2 separate regions of the Sus scrofa genome follow, and region 1 is linked to region 2. Evidence: chromatin contacts called from public HiChIP or PLAC-seq data. All regions are on one chromosome and are shown on one strand. Each heading gives the region's core, a stretch centred on a gene start, on an enhancer-like site or on the middle of the called end of the contact. The rest is flanking DNA. Distances are from core to core; before and after follow the strand shown.

Region 1 (4,976 bases), core at 645-3,144, 270 kb before region 2:
CAAAATTCTTCCCAAATTCAATTGCTTTCAAGAATTGGTCTATAAGACAAATCCTGAGACAGCCCCTGCCAAGGCCAAGGTGGACAGATGACCATGACTACACCAAGTCAGAGAAGACGACGGTTTTCCCCTGAGACCCTAGCTCTATTGCCCTCTCCATCAAGCAGCCATAGTTTTGCATTGTAGTCATGGAGTAGCAAATGCTTGGAGCAACTCCTCTCAGTTTGCCTCACATCCCTATTGGTGTCATTTAGGAAGACAGCTGATCTTCTGAATGCATTTAAATTCTTTCTGGAGGGTGCTTCTGGGCATAGCAGAGTAGCTGCAGGCAATTTCTGCTGTACACTCAGGGCTGAACTTCAGAGAAGAAAGAAGCAGAATTATTTCCCTAGAGGAAAACTCAAACTTACCAGAGAAAAAGTTATGGGAGCCCCAGCTGTATGGGTTAGAAACATTTTGCTAGTCTTGGTCAGCTCAGTAGAAATTCCTTTTTTGTTATGACTGGTGAAAGTTAGTGCAGTGGGGAGAGTCTCCTACCTAAAGCTGTTTAGAAGGCTGTTTAATGTACTTGAGTCCCCACCTTACTGTAGTACATTTGCAAACCATATTCCAGTTACTTCAGTCTCCTGTATTTTCTTCCAAATCATCAATAGAATTGAACAGTTGGGCTGGTCTTGTCTTTTCTAGGAAAAGAAGGGTGAAAAGCTAACAAGACAGAGATGTAGGCATAAAGAATCACTGTTTATGCTACCTACAAATCGTCTCTAATCACATGAAATGGCTTGCCATCTAGCACTAGAGCTAGCTCCACTTGCCAGGTTGCATTCACCCACTTCTGTGGGATTGCATCATCTGTTTCAAATGCTCTGGCCTTGTCAGACCCCCTCCCACAGGGAGGCAGTTTGTGATGCACATAACCTTATTAGTGGTAGGAGGTAAGCATGGTGACTCATTTTTTGGATGGCTGTATGTTAAAATGTCAAGGCCAGTCACTGGAGGACACTTGAGCCCCGGAGCAGACAGAACAAGCCCTATGACAGGGCTGGTACCTAAGCAGAGTAGCCCTGGCTTCTGATTGGTTTTCCAGTCAAAAACTTGCTTCTTGAGGTACCTCTTCTGTCTGTAAAGCTATGCTTTTTTAGTTTTGTATTTGGCAAACTGAATGATTTGTATTTATTCTGCCTTAGCTACAATTAACCCTTGATTAATCCCCCCTTGCCCTGCCCTTGCCTCTCTCCCCTCTGACTCACCCTGTACAATAATGCCATAAGGTTCCTGAACCCATGCCCTTCAAGCCCAAAAGCCTATTAGGTTACTTGCTGGACCTCACTTTAAGGATGTCCCATTCAAGGCCCTTTCCAAACTTAATGAACTAACTCCCCACTCTCCTCTCCCACCTAATCTTACCCCATCATACATTTAGATTGACTATTTTTCCAATGCCAAATCATAACACTTGCTTCAGCAAATAACAGAATAATTGTGAGGCTATTGGGAGAAAATATTTTTAGTTTGTGCAATATTGGGACAGGCTAGGTCTTACAGCATAATTTCTCTTTCCCATTTCTTGCCTGCTTCTGTGTCACTCTTTTTTCTGCCTAGAAGCACTTTTGACTTCCTCAATTTCCTCATTCTCATTCCCCAGCCTGTTGATATTCTATTTGCCTGTCCAGTCCCAGATCAAATGCGCAGACTTCATGTCACAGTTTAAATTCATTCTCTCTTCTCTATGCCCTCAACCCATTTAAAAAACCCATCCCATATTTTCCCTTCACTGAAGAAGTATGTGTGTATTTTATTCATCTTTACATTTCCCTACACATCTAGTTAGAATAAACCTTTCTTGAGCTTCTGTTATGTAACAGTCCCTTTTATTACCTCATTTGAGTTTCACAACAGATTTCTCATACGTTATTCCCATATTACAGTTGAGGAGAGCTAAGTAACTTATCCAGATTCTCACAGTCTGTAAGTGGTCGGCCTGCAATTAAAACCCAGTTATCTGTGGCATCAGAGCCCTACATGCACAGGAAGTGTTCAAAAAAAAAGTCCTTTCAAAAACTGGATCGAGTCAGGTGCACGAAGAGATAAGGGAATCGCTCTGCAAAAGGGGCTACACTGAGATTAGTGACCCTCACGTTTTTTTCTTCATAAAAGGAAGATACAAAATAATTGATTAGATTTCAAAGATCACTGTAGATGAAGTACGAGGGAAATAAATGAGTACGGAGTAAAAAAAAAAAAAAAAAAAAAAAAACCACAAAAAAGCTTTGCTCAAAATGTATTTCCTCTCTCCTTCATCAGAGGTGAATGTTCTCCCTTTTGCTGCAGGCTGAGCAGCCTCTCAGACATTCCAGGACCCAGAGTCGGCAAAGCCTGCTCTTTCAGTTAATTGTGGCAGAGCTCGGGGCAGTGGGGAGCGGACCCTCGGCTCACCCCTAGGCCACACACTCATCCACCTCTGCGCCATTTACCCACCCGAGTAAGAGGTGACACCTTGACACAGAATGACATTCAACCAATCACCAGGGACAATTAGACAACAAAGCCACCCCTACTCCACTGGAAGTACGTTGATAAGAAGGCTTATTGGGAAAACGCAGCAAGTGTGAGTGTCCTCGGGAAAACATTCTCTATCTCCTCTTGCACAGGAAAGGGCCCAGCCTTGTCTCATAGGTGGGGACGGAAATGGGAGTGGCGTCATAGTTATTACTGCCATGAATAGTAATGTATAGATCCCACTTCCGTCAACCAATCTTGATGACTTTATAATGGGTTCCTTGCGGGTCTGACTCGGCTAAGGCTTCCAGAACGAAATTACTTCATCAAATTTGGACTTTCTTGATGAGATGCCTCTGGCTTCATCACGTGATCAGCTCTCATGGAGTTGAAAGCCAGCTGCTATTCCATTTTAATTTCTTTTTCTTTTCTCCTCTCACCCTTAGGGATTTGGGATAAAAGAGTTTATTAGCTGAGTTCACTGGCCTGTCTCCCCAAAGCTTGGAACTATACTTCAAACTCAGCCAAGGCCCTTTGAGAGAGTGCCAGCTACGGAAGACAGACAAGCAGGTGCAAACTGTTTGTTCCAGTCAGCCTTCCTGCAGAAAGCTTGAGGACATCCCGCTAGGCCAGCGAGAGACACCGCCCCACAGCAGAAAGTGCAATTGGTGATCAGCTTCAGAGTCTGAATACAATTCCATTTCCCACAACCCCAAAGTCTAAAAATGTTTGAAACAGAAAAGTTTCTGTTTCATTTACAAATCTATAGTGAGCTCACTTGGTGGTAAAATCTGACTGATATGAACTGGAGAATGAAGCCATTAATAATCTTTATCTCGTTTACATATTATGCTGCAAAAAAATTGGTATGTTTAATTATGAGGTATTCCTTGCTAGTGGGGGGGGGTTCAGAGTAGGGGGGTGTATCTGAAATATTCTAAATGTCACAGCACAGACAACCCCAGGGATTGCAGATAAGGAACTGTAGACCTGTGGTATAAAAACATAAATAAAAATGCCTGTTAATAACTTAAGGAAAATTTTAGCCCATCCCTATATCCATGAAGTTCTATTTCTCTCTCTTCCTGAGTTGGAACTTGGCTGCTGGCCTAACAAAAGTTAGCTTACTATCACAGAATCAGTCTTAGACTTTTAGCTGGGAGGCCCCAAAGGAATTATTTAACCTCTCTGAGCCCCCGTTTCCTCATCTCTGAAACAGGGATGAAAATTCCAGTCCTACTTGCTTCAAGAGTAGGTTTGAGACTCAAAAGGGAAAGCCCTTTGAAAGGGGAAACTGCCACAAAAGTACCAGACATGATTACAAAACCAGGTCACACGGCCATTCAGTTGATGTCCTTTACAAAATTCGCCCAGGTTAAAAAAAATACATGCCCTATTAGTTCATCTAAGGCCAACCTCCTCCTCATCAGTTTGTGAGTCTTTTTTTTTTTTGCTTTTGCTTTTTAGGGCCACACTCTCGGCATATAGAGGTTCCCAGGTTAGGGGTCCAGTTGGAGCTGTAGCCTCCGACCTACACCACAGTCACAGCAACACGGGATCCGAGTTGTGTCTGCTACCTATACCACAGCTTACAGCAACACCAGATCCCTCTCAATGAGCAAGGCCAGGGATTGAACCCACAATCTCATCATTCCTAGTCGGATTTGCTTCCTCTGCACCACCACGGGAGCTCCAGTTTGTGAGTCTTGATGCCACCTCACTCCTGAATCACATTGGATAAGTGTGGAACGCCATACCTGGGCAAATTTATGATTATATATTTGTGTGAGCTTAAAAGCATGGGAACACACCTACTTAGTTTGCACTAGGATTGAAACAGGATAAGACCTGGTGCTTTGACTAATCAATATCTTTGGTAACACCAATGTATTTTTTTTTTAATTTTTTTCCACATTGGAGAGAAAACAAGACTGAGAGAATGAGTTTATGCAACACCACAGACAACTAGCATGGCTGTGTATGGTGATTAATCTTAAGTGGTTTGTACTGGTGGATCAAAGGAATACCCTAAACTAGGCAGATAAGATCCTAGTCACAGGCTGGAACTGGAGGGAACAGAAACTATCCCAATAAAACCAGATATAAAGAATAGAGAAAAAGATGTACAGCAAAGGTCAGGGAGTCTAGAATTCATTATGGCTTTTGACTGATGTACATTTGCTTTCCATGAGGCGAATCTCTCTGTTCTGAGTTTCAAAATGTACATCTGTGGAACATGACTTCAATGAGGCCTAGGATTAAATATAACAACATTAATCCTGTGTAATTTACTGATTGCCTGGGATGGGCATTTAATACATTATCTCATGTAATCTTCACACCATTTCTATGTGGTAAGTATGGTTATCACCCTCATGCAGTCTGTCTCTTTATTACTACTGAACAAATCACTTCCAAATTCAGAGGCTTAAAACAGTAATTCCTTATTATCCTCATGGTTCTGAGGGTTAACATAA
Region 2 (4,759 bases), core at 1,049-3,548:
CCATATGCCATGGGCAGCCCTAGAAAAGGCAAAAAAGACAATAAATAAATAAATAAAATAAAAATAAATTTAAAAAGAGTGGGTGAAATAAATAGCTTTGGAATAATTGTATGTGAGAATGTGTGAAGAATATTTCCTGCAGGCTCCTCACTTCAATGTATATTAAAGAGAGGGCAGGGATAACTAATGTCATAAGTAGCAAATTTGACATCCTTTCATTTGCCTTTTGTAATGAATTATTCCAAGCTGAATTATGTTTACCACCAGCGTTCCATGTGAATATGCCTCTTCATGTATAATATCCTTAGGGCTGCCCAGGATGGGGTTAGTGGTAACTAACTGCAGCAGGCTTCTAATTTACCATTCCGCCAGCCTCCAGCATCCTCAGCCTCCTTGGATTATCTGGGTGCTAGTGAGTCTTCTTAAAGAAAAAGACAGCCCCATTTACATTTGAACAAATCTGATGTTCACATTTGGGTATATACCTCGACATACCTGGGTTGAAAATATGTGATGTTCTATCTCCTTATCATCCTAAAACATCTTGGTACTTGATAGCTAGTGGCCTGCAGTGCGGTGAAATAATGACCGACATTCCCCTTCAGGCTAGATTTATGTTTTATAAGCTAAAATAATGCTTCACTATTTTTGTTGCCGTGTTAGATAGCTATTTACTTTTAATGTTTTTATAATAAGAAAACACTGCAGAAAGATTCATTTTAACAGAGTTTCATAAGCTTCTACACTAGAGGTAATAACCAGAACACTGAAAATAATACTGTCATGTTCACTTGCATTTTAAGTCAGATTTATAGCTTTCTTTGATTTATAACTCGGTTCTAGACTGAAAGCAAAATCACAGTCTTATTACTTCTTATTCAAAGGTTGGGGGGAAAAAGTACCAAGTGAAATGAAATACCACAGGATTTGGCAGCAAAAGTCTGGATTAAAACCTTGGCTTTACCATTCTTTCACTGTGATTTTGAATAAGTCCCCTAATCTTTGGCTCATTAGTGAAATGGGATAATATCAATACTGTAATTGTATTACTATTACCTGTAATGTCACCCCACTCTTGTGATTCACACCTGGACTTATCATGACCCTGGTCTATTCTGCTTTTCAGATCTTCAGTTTGGAGCGTCCCAATCTCAGAACACAGCCCTTGACTCTCCTGTTTACACTCCCTACCACCCTGCACACCTGTTCTTTGTGAACAAGCCCTCCGGTCTCTGTCAGCCTCTCAATACCCTTGAAACTTGAATAATCTGTCTTTCCAACATTGGGCCCCACCAGTCCTTATTTTAGTCATTTTAAGCCAACAAGTGCTCTCTCCTCTGTTATTGCCAAATGTCCACCTTGTAGTCACCTTACTTAAGATCATTTCAACCATTTGCTTTCTTTCCTGCGTTTGAGCTGTGCAGCACAACTGGGGTGGGGAGAGTGCAAACCCCAGCCTCACTGAGACTCAGGACCACTTAATCATCTAAGGTACATACCTGCTCAGTCCCTTCTCCTGTTCTCTGAAAGAATTACTCCAGACTTTACCTCTGTCCCCTTCCACTGCCCCTGGCTTCAAATTCTCTCCACGGGTGAACTTCTTGCCTGCCTCTTAGAGGAAGCCGAGCCAGTGGACAGGTATCCTGCAGTGTCTCTCTGCCTCCTGCAGTGCATCTCTGCCCACCCACCCTCTTACCTCTTCCCATCCTGTCTTGGTGCAAGACCTTTCCCTTCTTCTCCTGGAGATTCGACTGCCCTCCTCTATGGGTGTGAATGCCCTCCTTCTCCAGTTTCTGGGACCTCCCCCCTTTCTCCCTGTATCACCTCTTCCCTCAGGTGACCCTGTGGGCTGACCAGCCCTGTGAGCACAGACTTCTTCAGTGAGATCTCAGTATCAGTTTCCATCTCTCTCCAGACTCAGACAACATTTTTCTGCCTTCTTTGTCTCCAGTTGGTCACCTCCCATTTTTTCCTCCCCTCTGTTTAATCTAGCTTCTATCTCTGCCTCATAATTCCCGCTTCTCTCCCCAGGGGGGTCTCATCATTGCCAGATGGAATGAGCCCTTTGCAGTCCTTGTTTCATGTGGTCTCCTGTAGCCTCTGATTCTGACTATACCCTCCTTTTGAAACTCACCACACCCTCCTTTTTGAAATTTTCTCCTTCCTTCACTTCCTTTGACATTACAACTTCCTCTTTTCCCACCATCTGATTATTTTTTCTTAGTGTCCTTTGTGAGTTCTTCTGTCTCAATCAGACCAATTCAACCCCCTGAGGCTTAGCTTCCCCAGCTGGTTGCCTAGTGGACACGTGTCTGGGTGTTAATCCAGCCTCTAAAACCATGTACATTTCAAACTAAAGTTACCTCCTCCCCTCTTCATGTTTTCTCAGCAGTCTTCTGTCTCAAGAAATGGTTCCCTGACCCACCCAGAGTCACACACCAGAAAAGTCAGCTCCTTCCCATGTAAAAATTCTGTTGGTTCTACTTCCTATTTATTCATTGGATCCATTCTCTCTGCCGCTGACTTGGTTTCAGAGCCTGACTGGTTAAAGAGTCTCCAAATCATGGTAGGGGATGAATGAATTATAGTCCTCTAGCTGGTGGTGGTTATTGGAGAGACAAGGAAGGGGTGTGGATGACAGTGACAGAGTGTCCTTTCTGGAATCCAATCTGATCCTGTGACTCCCAGATGAAACCCTCTAGTGTTATACTCTTTAGCACGAAATGGGAAGCTCATCTGGATTGACCTTGTCTATTTCTTCAACCTTCTTTCCTGCTGTTTTCAATACACATGTTGTCACAGCCACACATAGAGTCTGGCTTTTCCAAATATGTGGACCAATACCTTTAATGCTCAGTGCCTTAAAAATCCTTCCCTGTCTTTCTCCTCATCTAGTTCCTTTGATCATTTCGGACTCAAACTCTTAAATTTGCTACCATTCCTGTCTAGCCCCATCTGAGTTGGCTGCTCTGGCTCTGATTCTCTGAAATGTTGGTCATCTGTCCATCATAATATCAGTTTCTCAAGCTCAGAGTCTGAAAACCTCATTTTGAGAAATTATATATAGCTGAAAACACAAGATTTTGTGGGAGAAACTAATGCTAGAAAGATAAGGTTGCAAATAAACTCCTGAAAGCCTTGTGAAATATTTTTTGCTTATTAACAAAGCATTAAAAAATGCAGTAAGTGAAATGAACATCAATGAGATTCTACGTATCTTAAAACAGATATTTTCAACAAGTCAACACCTCATTGTGCCTTAGTTTCCTTATCCATAAAATGAAGATACTAATAATACCTATCTCAGAGTTGGTTATGGTGAGTTAACATATATAAAATGCTTAAAGCAGTCCTGACATAGTAAACAGTCAGTAGGCATTAGCTGTTAAAAATAAAATATATGCTCTTTATTATTTCCACCTCCTCTATTTTTATTGATGTAATTAGAATCTCTCTTGTTTTGAAGTATGAATATGAAGACATTTTCTTTAACCGATTCTCTATCCCAGTGGTTCAGTGGTGTCTAATTTATTACTTGCAGTTGCAGAGTCATCTTAGTTTCCACTGTTGTCTCAATCGGAGCCCCTTTTTATTTGACTTGGGAAGTGTTTGGATGATGTTTATCTAAGCAAGTCCAGCTCAAAGTTGCCTCGTACACATTTCTCCTCTCCCTTCTTCAGGACATGGGACCACCTCAGTCCATGATTTTCAGAATATGGCACGACAGGGTGATCTGTGTTTATTAACGTCTTCTGAAACATTCTCTCTGTCTGCAGCCTCTTTCCCTCCCACCCTCTCACTGTCTCTCCTTTTCCTTCTGCTTCCCTCGCTCTCTCTCACTCTAGTTCACATTTAGCACTCTGCCCTCTACCTCGAGTTCCACTCTCCAGTTTTCCTTACCTTTGTTTCCCTCATGTTTTCAAGACTGCTGTACACAAACACCTACCTCTATTCCTTTTCTACTCCCCACCTCCAATTCTCTTTTTCTTACCATTTAAACAGGACTTGATATTCATTTACTTAAAATATCCACAATATTAAAAACGTATCCTCTAGGAAACCCATGGCTATGAGTTCCATGAGTGCAAGCAATAGTGTTTTATTCATATTGTGTGGGTAGGTATTCAGAGGAAAGTTACCAAAAGCAAATGAGATGCTCTATGGGAAAGAAATGTATAAGTTGTTTAAAAAAAGAATTACTGTACATATTTTTAACATCTATTCTGGTCTTCTCTTTTTCCATTATGGAGTACTGTAACACCTTCATCATATAAGTCCTAACGATCTAATTCTGTTTGTGCGGAAGTATCTTAAAAGATGTCCCAACCTTCTGAGCTAACTGTGACCCTTCAATCACTCTCACAAATCTACTTTATAGGAACATTTTTAAAATTTAAATTATAAGTCAAATCCATTGTTCCCCTTACTTTTCATATAAAAAGGAGATCCATTGTTCTGGTGACATTCATATAGTTAATGCTTGTTACTATATATTCTTTTCAGCCTGTTCTTAGCTTATGATATAAATCTGTTGACATCTTTCCCCAAATTGTTCAGACCACTCTCACAAGAGTCTCTAACTTTTCTAACTTTGATTTAGGTTGTGGACTTAGTATTAATTCCATCTTTACCTAAAGTGTAGTAACGAAGAGGAAAGGCCTAAGGCCTTTGTTTTATAGGACCCTGCTCCCTACACAGCTGGCTCCTTTATACGCAATGGAGGTAGACATGTCATCAGATCTGAATTCCTGTGTCCTTT

Evidence for each region. HiChIP or PLAC-seq counts read pairs in DNA pulled down with a chosen protein or histone mark.
Region 1: a contact with region 2 is called in an H3K27ac HiChIP or PLAC-seq map of alveolar macrophages. The contact joins two enhancer-like sites. A contact is called at or near these places in 2 of 2 datasets of contacts at active chromatin or transcription factors (alveolar macrophages and skeletal muscle).

The regions. Positions count from the first base shown.
Region 1 is chr13:110,101,364-110,106,339 of Sscrofa11.1, reverse strand. All of the region lies in intron 5 of LOC106507999 (a long non-coding RNA gene), which reads right to left. Among named protein-coding and RNA genes, the nearest start is that of TNIK, 52 kb to the right of the region's middle. Within about 2 kb of position 1,894, at least 13 of the 83 cell types and tissues checked have an H3K27ac peak or open chromatin away from gene starts, as enhancers often do. A contact at or near this core is called in alveolar macrophages, where this site is marked.
Region 2 is chr13:109,836,425-109,841,183 of Sscrofa11.1, reverse strand. The region is part of intron 2 of TNIK (TRAF2 and NCK-interacting protein kinase); the gene reads left to right. Among named protein-coding and RNA genes, the nearest start is that of TNIK, 210 kb to the left of the region's middle. Within about 2 kb of position 2,298, at least 1 of the 83 cell types and tissues checked has an H3K27ac peak or open chromatin away from gene starts, as enhancers often do. A contact at or near this core is called in alveolar macrophages, where this site is marked.